Linked DNA regions of Capra hircus: region 1 is linked to region 2. The links are chromatin contacts, called in public Hi-C maps. All regions are on one chromosome and are shown on one strand. The core of a region is the stretch at or near the end of the contact, and the rest is flanking DNA. Distances in the headings are between cores, read along the strand shown. Region 1 overlaps DENND3 (DENN domain-containing protein 3). Region 2 has its middle 28 kb from the start of PTK2.

Evidence for each region. Hi-C and Micro-C count contacts between places; a contact is called where the count stands out from the background.
Region 1: a Hi-C map of blood shows a contact between it and region 2, with 2.8 times the contacts expected there. The contact joins two enhancer-like sites. A contact is called at or near these places in 3 of 5 Hi-C or Micro-C datasets (all in blood).

What each region holds. Positions count from the first base shown.
Region 1 is chr14:79,369,779-79,374,087 of ARS1.2, forward strand. It overlaps DENND3 (DENN domain-containing protein 3), which reads left to right. Exons shown (of 23, transcript XM_018058637.1): 9 at 2,093-2,248; 10 at 4,000-4,096. Among named protein-coding and RNA genes, the nearest start is that of DENND3, 22 kb to the left of the region's middle. Within about 2 kb of position 1,328, at least 1 of the 5 cell types and tissues checked has an H3K27ac peak or open chromatin away from gene starts, as enhancers often do.
Region 2 is chr14:79,309,032-79,313,251 of ARS1.2, forward strand. No RefSeq gene overlaps it. Among named protein-coding and RNA genes, the nearest start is that of PTK2, 28 kb to the left of the region's middle. Within about 2 kb of position 2,495, at least 1 of the 5 cell types and tissues checked has an H3K27ac peak or open chromatin away from gene starts, as enhancers often do.

The DNA of each region.
Region 1 (4,309 bases), core at 78-2,577, 60 kb after region 2:
GCCTGACGCACTTTTCCCAAAGAGGGCAGGTGATAACTGGTGAGGCTCCGCAGGTCCCACGGCTTCTGTCGCGGTGGGAGAGGCGTGGCAGTGAGGGGCCGCCCCACGAGTGTCTTCGGGGGCGAGTGAGGGGAGGTGTGGTCACTACTTGTGCCAGGATGAAGGTGGATCCAGGGTGGGCGAGGACAGAGCCGGGCCCCCTCAGGGGGTCCTGCAGAGGGACATTCCCCTCTTTGGTACCTAGTAAGGTGGTAGTGGGAGAGATCCTGCTTTTAGTATTCCAGCCCTAGTGTGGACCGCAGGCAGGCCGGGTGTGGAACTCATGGGCAGACCCTTGCAGGGCGAGGGGCGGGGGTGAGCATAGCAGCTGCTACTGGCCGTCTCCCATCTGCTCACTGTCCCCCTTTATCTTGTCTGCTGTTAGGAGGTCAGACACAGGCTGAGCCGAGGCCTGAGAGCAGGGGAGGGAGCGGGTGGTCCTCCTCTGGCTCCGTAACTTGGCTATTCTCATCTGTGCCTCTTACTGTGTATCAGTCAGTGGGGGCTGCTGTAACAAACACCTCCTAAGCGACAGACATCTACTGCCTCCCAGTCCTGGAGGCTGGAAGTTCAAGGTCAAGGTGCCAGTAGGGCTGGTTCCTCCCTGTGTCCTCACGTGGTCGTGCCCCTGGGGGTGTCGAGTTTTAATCTCCTCTTATAAGAACACCCATCATATTGGAGTAGGTCCAGCCTCATGACCTCATTTTAACTTAATTGCCTCTTTGAAGGCCCCAACTCCAAACATAGACACTGTGAGGTACTGGGGGTCAGGGCTCCGACGTGGGAATTTGGGGAACAGACAGTTCAGCCTGTCACATCTTGGCATTGATTACTCCCTCTCCCCGGATGGTTTCTGCAGTCGGTGGGAGCGCCACCTGTATCAGTGGTCCTCCCATCGTAAACCATCTTACAGCACCCAGAGCCTGGGCTGCGGGTGTGGAGGCCCGCGTGACTGGTGGGTCGTGCTCACAGGGCCCAGCCAGGTGGCCTGGTGGAGTGTCTCCCTGTGTGAACTCAGAAGGCGAAACCCACATTCCTCACCGTCTGGGTTTCTGATAAGCCAAGTCCGCATTCCCCGATTTTTGAGGACTGATCTTGGCCAGCGTCTGACGAAGCTTCTCAAGTGTTTGTTTGGGTGGAGCACATCCAATAAGATGAGACCTCGCCTCTGCCCACTTGTTACTGTGAGAATTCTAGAACATTCCCAGGGTTCTCACTTGGTCAGACCCCCAGGGGTGGGAGGTGGCGTCTCAGGCTCACCACAAGGGGCTGTTTATAAACGTGAACTAACCTGTGCGTGGTTGGTGGCATGTCTGTGAAGGGCCCTGGGACTGTCATCCAAGCCATGGCCATGGGCCTCCTCTTGGGGACCAGGTGCCTGAGCACCCACCCAGCGTCTTTGGTGGGAAGACGCCCCTGCGCCTGGGCGCCCTGTGCCATGCTGTCTTCCTCGCCTTGAGCAGAGGGTGTGTTTGCCGTGTCCCCCTGCCCCGCCGGATCTCTAGACACGTGTCATGTGGGTTTATTTGCATATTTAAAGCCTCCGACTCTCTCCTTGGTGTCCAAAGTCGCATCTAAAGGTGCAGCCATGGCTGGTGCTGGGGAGGCGGGGGTCCTGTGTGATGAAGATCCCTGGGAGCCCCCGTCCCCGAGAACCGCCCCCGAACGGGTGGCCACGCCTCGAGCACCCGCACCTGACTGGGCAGGGCCTTCGTGCCCAGGCCCTCTGGGAACCCTTTGGCCGTTGTGGAAGAGGGAGTGTTGAAAAGAGGGACGGGATGACTCAGCTTGGACAAAAACACCTGTGGTCCAAAGACAAGGCCTTTGTGGGTTCCTCACTAGTGAGCTGTTTGTGTTGGGACTTGAATAGACTCCCAGCCGGAATGTGTTTTTAACAACATCCCCTCTCCAACCCCCACCCCGGTATTGATAGGTGTTCTGAGCATCCTAAGAAGGTCAATTTAGCTGTCCCTGGAGGATTCTCTCCTGCCCGTGAGCAGTGGTCACATGCTGTGGGCTGAGCTGTGGTCACTATCCCTCTGTTCCTTTCCAGGGTCCAGAGCCTTCAGCTGCACCACGAGCTGGAGCTGGCTCACCTCTGCACCAGCACAGACGTGAACGAGGGCCGGGCCTCCAGGCGGGCCTGGCAGCAGCGGCTCAACTGCCAGATCCAGCAGATGACCCTGCAGCTGCTTGTCAGCATCTTCAGGTATTTAAAGCCCCTCCAGGGTTGTCACCTGGTCCCCAGCCTGCTCCCAGTTCCACGCCGGCCGTGGCCCCAAAGCTCAGGGACTGAAATCCAGGACTGATGTGGCAGAGGCCCCTGCACCCAGGAGGATCCCTGGGAGTGTGTCAGCCCTGCCCAGGGCCTTCCCACCCCCTCGTCTTTCCTGCAAAGGACTACCGTGGGCGGTCAGCCCCGGGTCAAGGGACAAATGGACTGTTTGGGGCTTGCAGCCCACCCGAAGGAGAGCCCAGGCTGGTTAGCACCCAGGACTGGCCCCCATTAGAAGCTTTTCTTCTTTCTCCCCATTGCCGTCACCTTCAGCATCGGAGTCTGTCGTGTGTTGTTGGGAGCCAGCTCTTGAGCCCAGTCGGTCGAGTGCACAGCGCAGTGTGTTTGCTGTACCGAGATGTAGTGCAGGGCCCAGTGGTTGTTCTGGCCTAAATGTGCAGTCCTGTAAGGAATGTCCGGTAGACCTGTGCCGACATTCATGTTAACTTTGTGGTGAAGTTATTGGTAGGAAAGCCTTTTTTCCCTTCCGGTTCTCTTTTCTCTGCTTTGTCTTGCAGCCTCTCTCTCCCCTGTCTCACCCCTCTGTTCCTCCTCTCCCCCTCGGGTCGTGCGTGGCAGGGAAAGTGGCAACTCTAGGTCCTCTTCTGATCTGGACGGACCCAGCCTGGGAATGGTTTAGACCAGAGCTGGCCCGCTTGACAACACTGTGTAATTCAACATTTTAATGGCTGTGTTTTTTAGCCGTCTTTCCTTACGTAAAGCAAATAATCTATTAGAAGAAAAATGGGATGTTACCTTATAGGTGGGTTGCGTTAGCTCTCTGCTTAAGGCACTATAATTTGTGTGGTCATAGAAACGTTGTTTCCCTTTTGTTCTTTTAATATGGAATCTTTTATGAGTGATTTCCCAGGTAGCGCTAGTGGTAAAGAACCTGCTTGCCAATGCAGGAGACATAAGAGACACATAAGGGTTCGATCCCTGGGTCGGGAAGCTCCCCTGGAGTAGGAAACGGCAACCCACTCCAGTGTTCTTGCCTGGAGAATCCCCGTGGACAGAGGAGCCTGGTGGGCTACAGTTCATGGGGTCACAAAGAGTTGGACACGACTGAGCAAGAACATGCAAGCTTGATGAGTTTAGGTCATTAAAAAGCAGACAGTATGATTCTAAAAGCTGGCTTCCCCTAGATGAAGTCACGCCTCTCCTCACAGGAGAGGGAAAACATTGAGCATCCACGTCCTGAATATGCTCTGTACGGTTATTGATTCTGTTGGTAGCTATCTCATGAGATCTGGGACGTCGTGTGGCCAAGTCCCCGTGGAATGCAGATTTGGAAGTGGCCAGTAGGGGTCCAGCTGGCAGCCACGCTGGGCTAATACCCAGGGTCTGTCTGCCCTTCCTGTGTCACCACCCTGAACTCAGTCTTATTAGCATGAACAATCACGGACGATCACATCTTCTTCATCTGAATAAGGAGCTAAGGGGCTCAAGACAGACCCACGTCCCCCTGCCCGCCTCCCAGAGCTTCATTCCAGCTGGAGGAAAGCTATATTGAAGTGACAGGCCAGCCTGACCACGGGTTACACTCAAACCCTCAGAGCTCAATAATCCTTATGCAGACAGGGCTTTTCAAACTGTGTGTTTCTGGCCATCATTTTTCTGCTAACACAATATGCTTTTCATGTGTTTGAAAACATTTCAACACTTAGACTGTCTTTCTTCATCAGGGAAGTGAAGAATCACTTGAATTATGAACACAGAGTGTTCAATAGTGAAGAGTTTCTCAAAACAAGAGCTCTAGGGGACCAGCAGTTTTATAAACAGGTGAGAGGCGTATGGGGTTTGTGTGCGTGTCTATATTCCATCCTTCACACTTTTCTGTGCTTAAAATACTTTTCACATCCAGGGTTTCCAGCATCTGTTAATACTTTATTCTGTGTTTTAGCTTTTCTAGAAGTTTGTTTGAGCGTGGGTCCTACTGATCCTTTCACCAGCTCTTATTTTCTTAATTGGCTTTTTAGAGTGATATACATGTAA
Region 2 (4,220 bases), core at 1,245-3,744:
GATGGGCTAACTGGGCCAGACGCATGGGCTCGAGCACACAGTTCTGAAGATCCTGAAGTCCTTGTGTGCCAGTTGGGAGACGTGGGCGGTGGACTCTCTCCCCAGCACTCTCCCTGATCCCACCCCCAGGACCAGTCCCAGCCCCCGTCTCCCCAGGATCCAGAGCTACAGAGCAAATGGGACCCTGGATCCTTCTCCCAGAGCCCCCTTCAACAACCCCACCCCAACCCAAATAGCTTGGTTTTCATCTGTTTCAAGGGCTTGAAAGTAGTTGGAAAATGACTCCTCTGGGCTAGCACACAGGCCTTGCAGCTTTGCGTGGTCCCTGAGTTTCAGACAGCAGAGACCTTTCTGCCTAAGCCCATGTAGCTCATTAAGAAGTGGAACAGCATGTCTGTAATCACGGTGTAATTACCTTGCCTCCTAATTGGTAGCAGACACAGGCCTGCGGGTATGGAAACTCCCCAGTGAGCTGGCTCCAAACAGATGAGGCAGAAGGTGCAGGCGGCCAGGAGTGTGTGGAGGCTGAAGGAAGGGGGTGAGCTCTGCTGGGGCTCTGCTCTGGCCAGCCCAGAGCCCAGGTCCTCATGTTCAAGATCTCTGATCCTGTGAGAGGTGTCCACTCAAAGCTGTCTCCTCTGTGAAGCCCTCCCGGACTGCTCCCACAGGCACACTCTTGCACCACCTTCACCAGAACCAGTTGCCTTATTTTGTGGTGTGTGGTCCTTGTGCTTGTCTCCCCATTAGACCAGCGACTTCTGGTGGGCAGGGGCCTAACACAGAGTCGTGAAAGAATGAATGACGGAAGGGATGAATGCATGGCCACCTTTGGGTCTGGGGCCTAGCTTGTGGGATGCACTTCCACAGGAGGCGGAGGGCCGGGGGAAGGCAGCCTCTCTGGGGCTTTGCCATGACTGTCTCACGGCGCAGAAGCACCTCAGGGTCATCGGATGTTCATTTTCTTCTCACCCCTGGTGGCTCAGATAGTAAAGAATCTGCCTGCAATGCAGGAGACCCGGGTTCAGTCTCTGGGTGGGGAAGATTTGCTAGAGAAGGGAATAGCAACCCACTTCGGTATTCTTGCCTGGAGAATCCCATGGACAGAGGAGCCTGGCAGGTTACAGTCCATGAGGTTGCAAAGGGTTGGACACAACTGAGCGACTAACACTTTCACTTTTTCTTTTCAGTAATAACAATGACACACATTCTTGGTAAAATTCAGATAGTCCCAGAACTGTGCAAAGAGAGTGCTACGCACCATCTTTTCCTCCCAACCCTGTCCCAGTTCTGTCTTCAGAGGCGACCTCTGCTGGACCTACTTGTCTTCAGTGGAAAGTCTGGGGAGACCGATGGGTCTGACCAGTTCTGCTCCCCACTTGAGATGGGTCCAGCTTACAAGAGGGGCTCCAAGGTGCATATATAACACCGTTTGCCTTGGCCCGTGTATCCCTCTCAGCGCTGCCTGTGCCCCAGCTGGCCGGCCCCATGGCCAAGGGCTTCTGGGCATAACCTGCTCTTCCTCTCCAGGAGACTGGCGCAGAGTCTGCTCGTGGCCAGTGACCTTGCCTCCCGGACCCTTGGTCTCTTCATCTGTGGCTCCTCAAACTAACTGCCAGGGTGGTTGCGGGGGCTGAGGGGCACTGGGATTAACGCCCCGCTCAGACCTTGATAAATATCCATCTTTTACTCCCTTTTCCCACCTTGAGCCCGCCTGTGACCTATGATGGGCTTGGAAGTAGCAGGCCTGCTGGTGCTTCAAGTCTCGAGGTGTTGATGAATACGTGCGTTTATAGAAGCCTCCTGAACCCAGCGACAGTTTCAGTTCAGTTCAGTGGCTCAGTCGTGTCGGACTCTTTGCGACCCCATGGCCTGCAGCCCTGTCCATCACCAACTCCGAGTGCTTGCTCAGACTCAGGTCCATCGAGTCGGTGATGCCATCCAACGATGGTGACAGTCTGTCACCTGTTGATTCCACGCTGGACCCTCAGGGAACAGAGCCCAGTGAGCTGGGACCAGGCAGGAAGCAGTTGTCGGCCACAGAGGAGTGAGATCTGTGCTGGGAGGTGTGAGCGACAACGGTGAGCAGAAGCAGCCTGCCTGCGTGAGTCCGTGTGAACGTGGGAGGGTGGCCTGATGGACGTACACCTCCCCATCTCCCCTGCCTCTTTCCTGCCTCCCTCCCTCCTTTCCCACCTTGCGTCTTCACTGAGCATCTGCCTGGCCTAGGGGCTGGAGGTTCAGGAAAAAGCTGACATGGAAGTTTGTATCCCTAAGACCTCCCAGTCCCATGGGAGCGTCAGGTCCACGTGCAACAAGGAAATGACTGTGATGAAGGCGGGTGTGGGAGGCAGCGGGAGCCTCGAGACTCAAGGAAGCCAGGACGAGGAAGGGCATTGCAGATGGAGGGAACTGCAGGCACAGAGGCTGGAACCAGCCCGCCTGCCCTGCAAACTGCCCAGGACTCTTCCCTGTGAGCAGTGATGGGGAGTCTGGCCAGTCCAGTGGGGAGGTTGAGGGTGGGTGTCTGGAGCCCTTGCTCTGGGAAGGGGCTGGGCTGGAGTCCTGGGACTCACGTCCGGGACCCTCTACCTCCTTCACCTCCTGTGCTCCCTGGCTGCTTGGGGAGGAAGTAGCCAGGCCTCAGCTGACAGAAGGAGGCTTTGATGTTGGAGAAGGGAGTGAGGAAGGAGGGGCTGGGGTGAAGTTCTGGATGCGTTTCAGGAATCTGCTCCTCCTCCTCCGACACCATGGCAACCAGGCGCAGCTGGGGGATCTGCCTGCGGGGGTGGGAGCCTTGGAGCTGCTTGGATAGGGGTTAGCCGGGCTGGGGGCAAAGACCTCTTGCTCTCACTCCCGGCCCTCCCAGCCCCAGGAGAGGGAGAGGGCAGCTCTTGGGGCTAGGCATGCCGCTCCCCATGTCTGAGCCTCAGTTTTGGGGTCTGTAATATGGGGGTAACAATGCAGTATCCAGCCCAGGTCCTCTGGGAAGCAGACATCCCAGCAGGGTTAATTAGAAGAGCAACCTGGGTGGCCCTCCCCTTCCCTGAATCTCAATGTTCGGGGCAGGGGGGCATCGTCATCGGGGAGACCTTGAGCCACGTGGCCACGCAGAGGTCTCCACACCCACTGGGCTCATCTCTGAGGCCCAGGAGCCCAGGGGAGACGGCGTGTGGCTTGAATGGAGCACTGGGGTTCAGAGAGGGCAGGCGGGTCCCGGTAGGCCACCCACAGTTGGAGGTCTGAGTGGGGGTCTCCTGGGTGCCCCACTGCCCAGATCTGTCCCCCTGGCCAGAGTACCGGAGCTGAGGAGATGGGATAGGGGTGAGCCCTGTGTCTGTCCCAGAGCTGCTGAACGAATGCCCGAGACTGACTTAAAAAGCCAGAAATTCATCCTTTGGAGGTTGGAATCTGAAATCAAGGTGCCAGCAGGACCCAGTTCTCTCCGGAAGCTTCCAGGGCACGGTCCTTCCTGCCCCTCCCTGCTCTGGTGGCTCCCCATGTCGCGTGGCTGAGGCCACCTCACTCGAGTCTCTGCCTCTGTCCTCATGTGGCCTCCTCCCGGGTCTCTGTCCCTCCTCTTCTTACAAGGACACTGGTCCCTGGATCCAGCTCCCGCCCCACCCGCTCTGACCTCACCTTAACCACTGACATCTGCCAAGGCTATTTCCAAATACAGTCACATGCTGCGGTTCTGGGTGATCATGAATTGTGGGGGCACACTCTTCAACCTACTTCAAGCCTCATTTGGGCAGCAAGGGTGGGAGCCCCAGGCCAGTGTGAAGCCAGGGTCCTGGGGAGGGGCCCTTGGGGTAATGATCAGGGGTCCCAGAAGGTGCGCTGGAGCCTGTTTTTTGAGGTGGGAGTGGGTCAGTGTGTGTCTGCGTGGAAAGAACTGGCAGACAGAAGGTGGGACTGAGCCAGGAGGGTCCCTGTCCCCACCTCCCCACCCTGCCACACACACTCGTACACAACCACACACACATGTACACACACACACAACCACACATGTACACACATGTACACACATGCGTGTGCACATGTATACACAACCACACGTGTACACACATACATGCGGACACACATGTACACGTATACACATACACCCATGTGCACATCTACACACATGTACACACATACACACGCACGTGCACGCACACACACACACTGAGGCACACAGGGCACTGTCATTTCCCATTTCGCCCACGATGGCCAGGACCTCC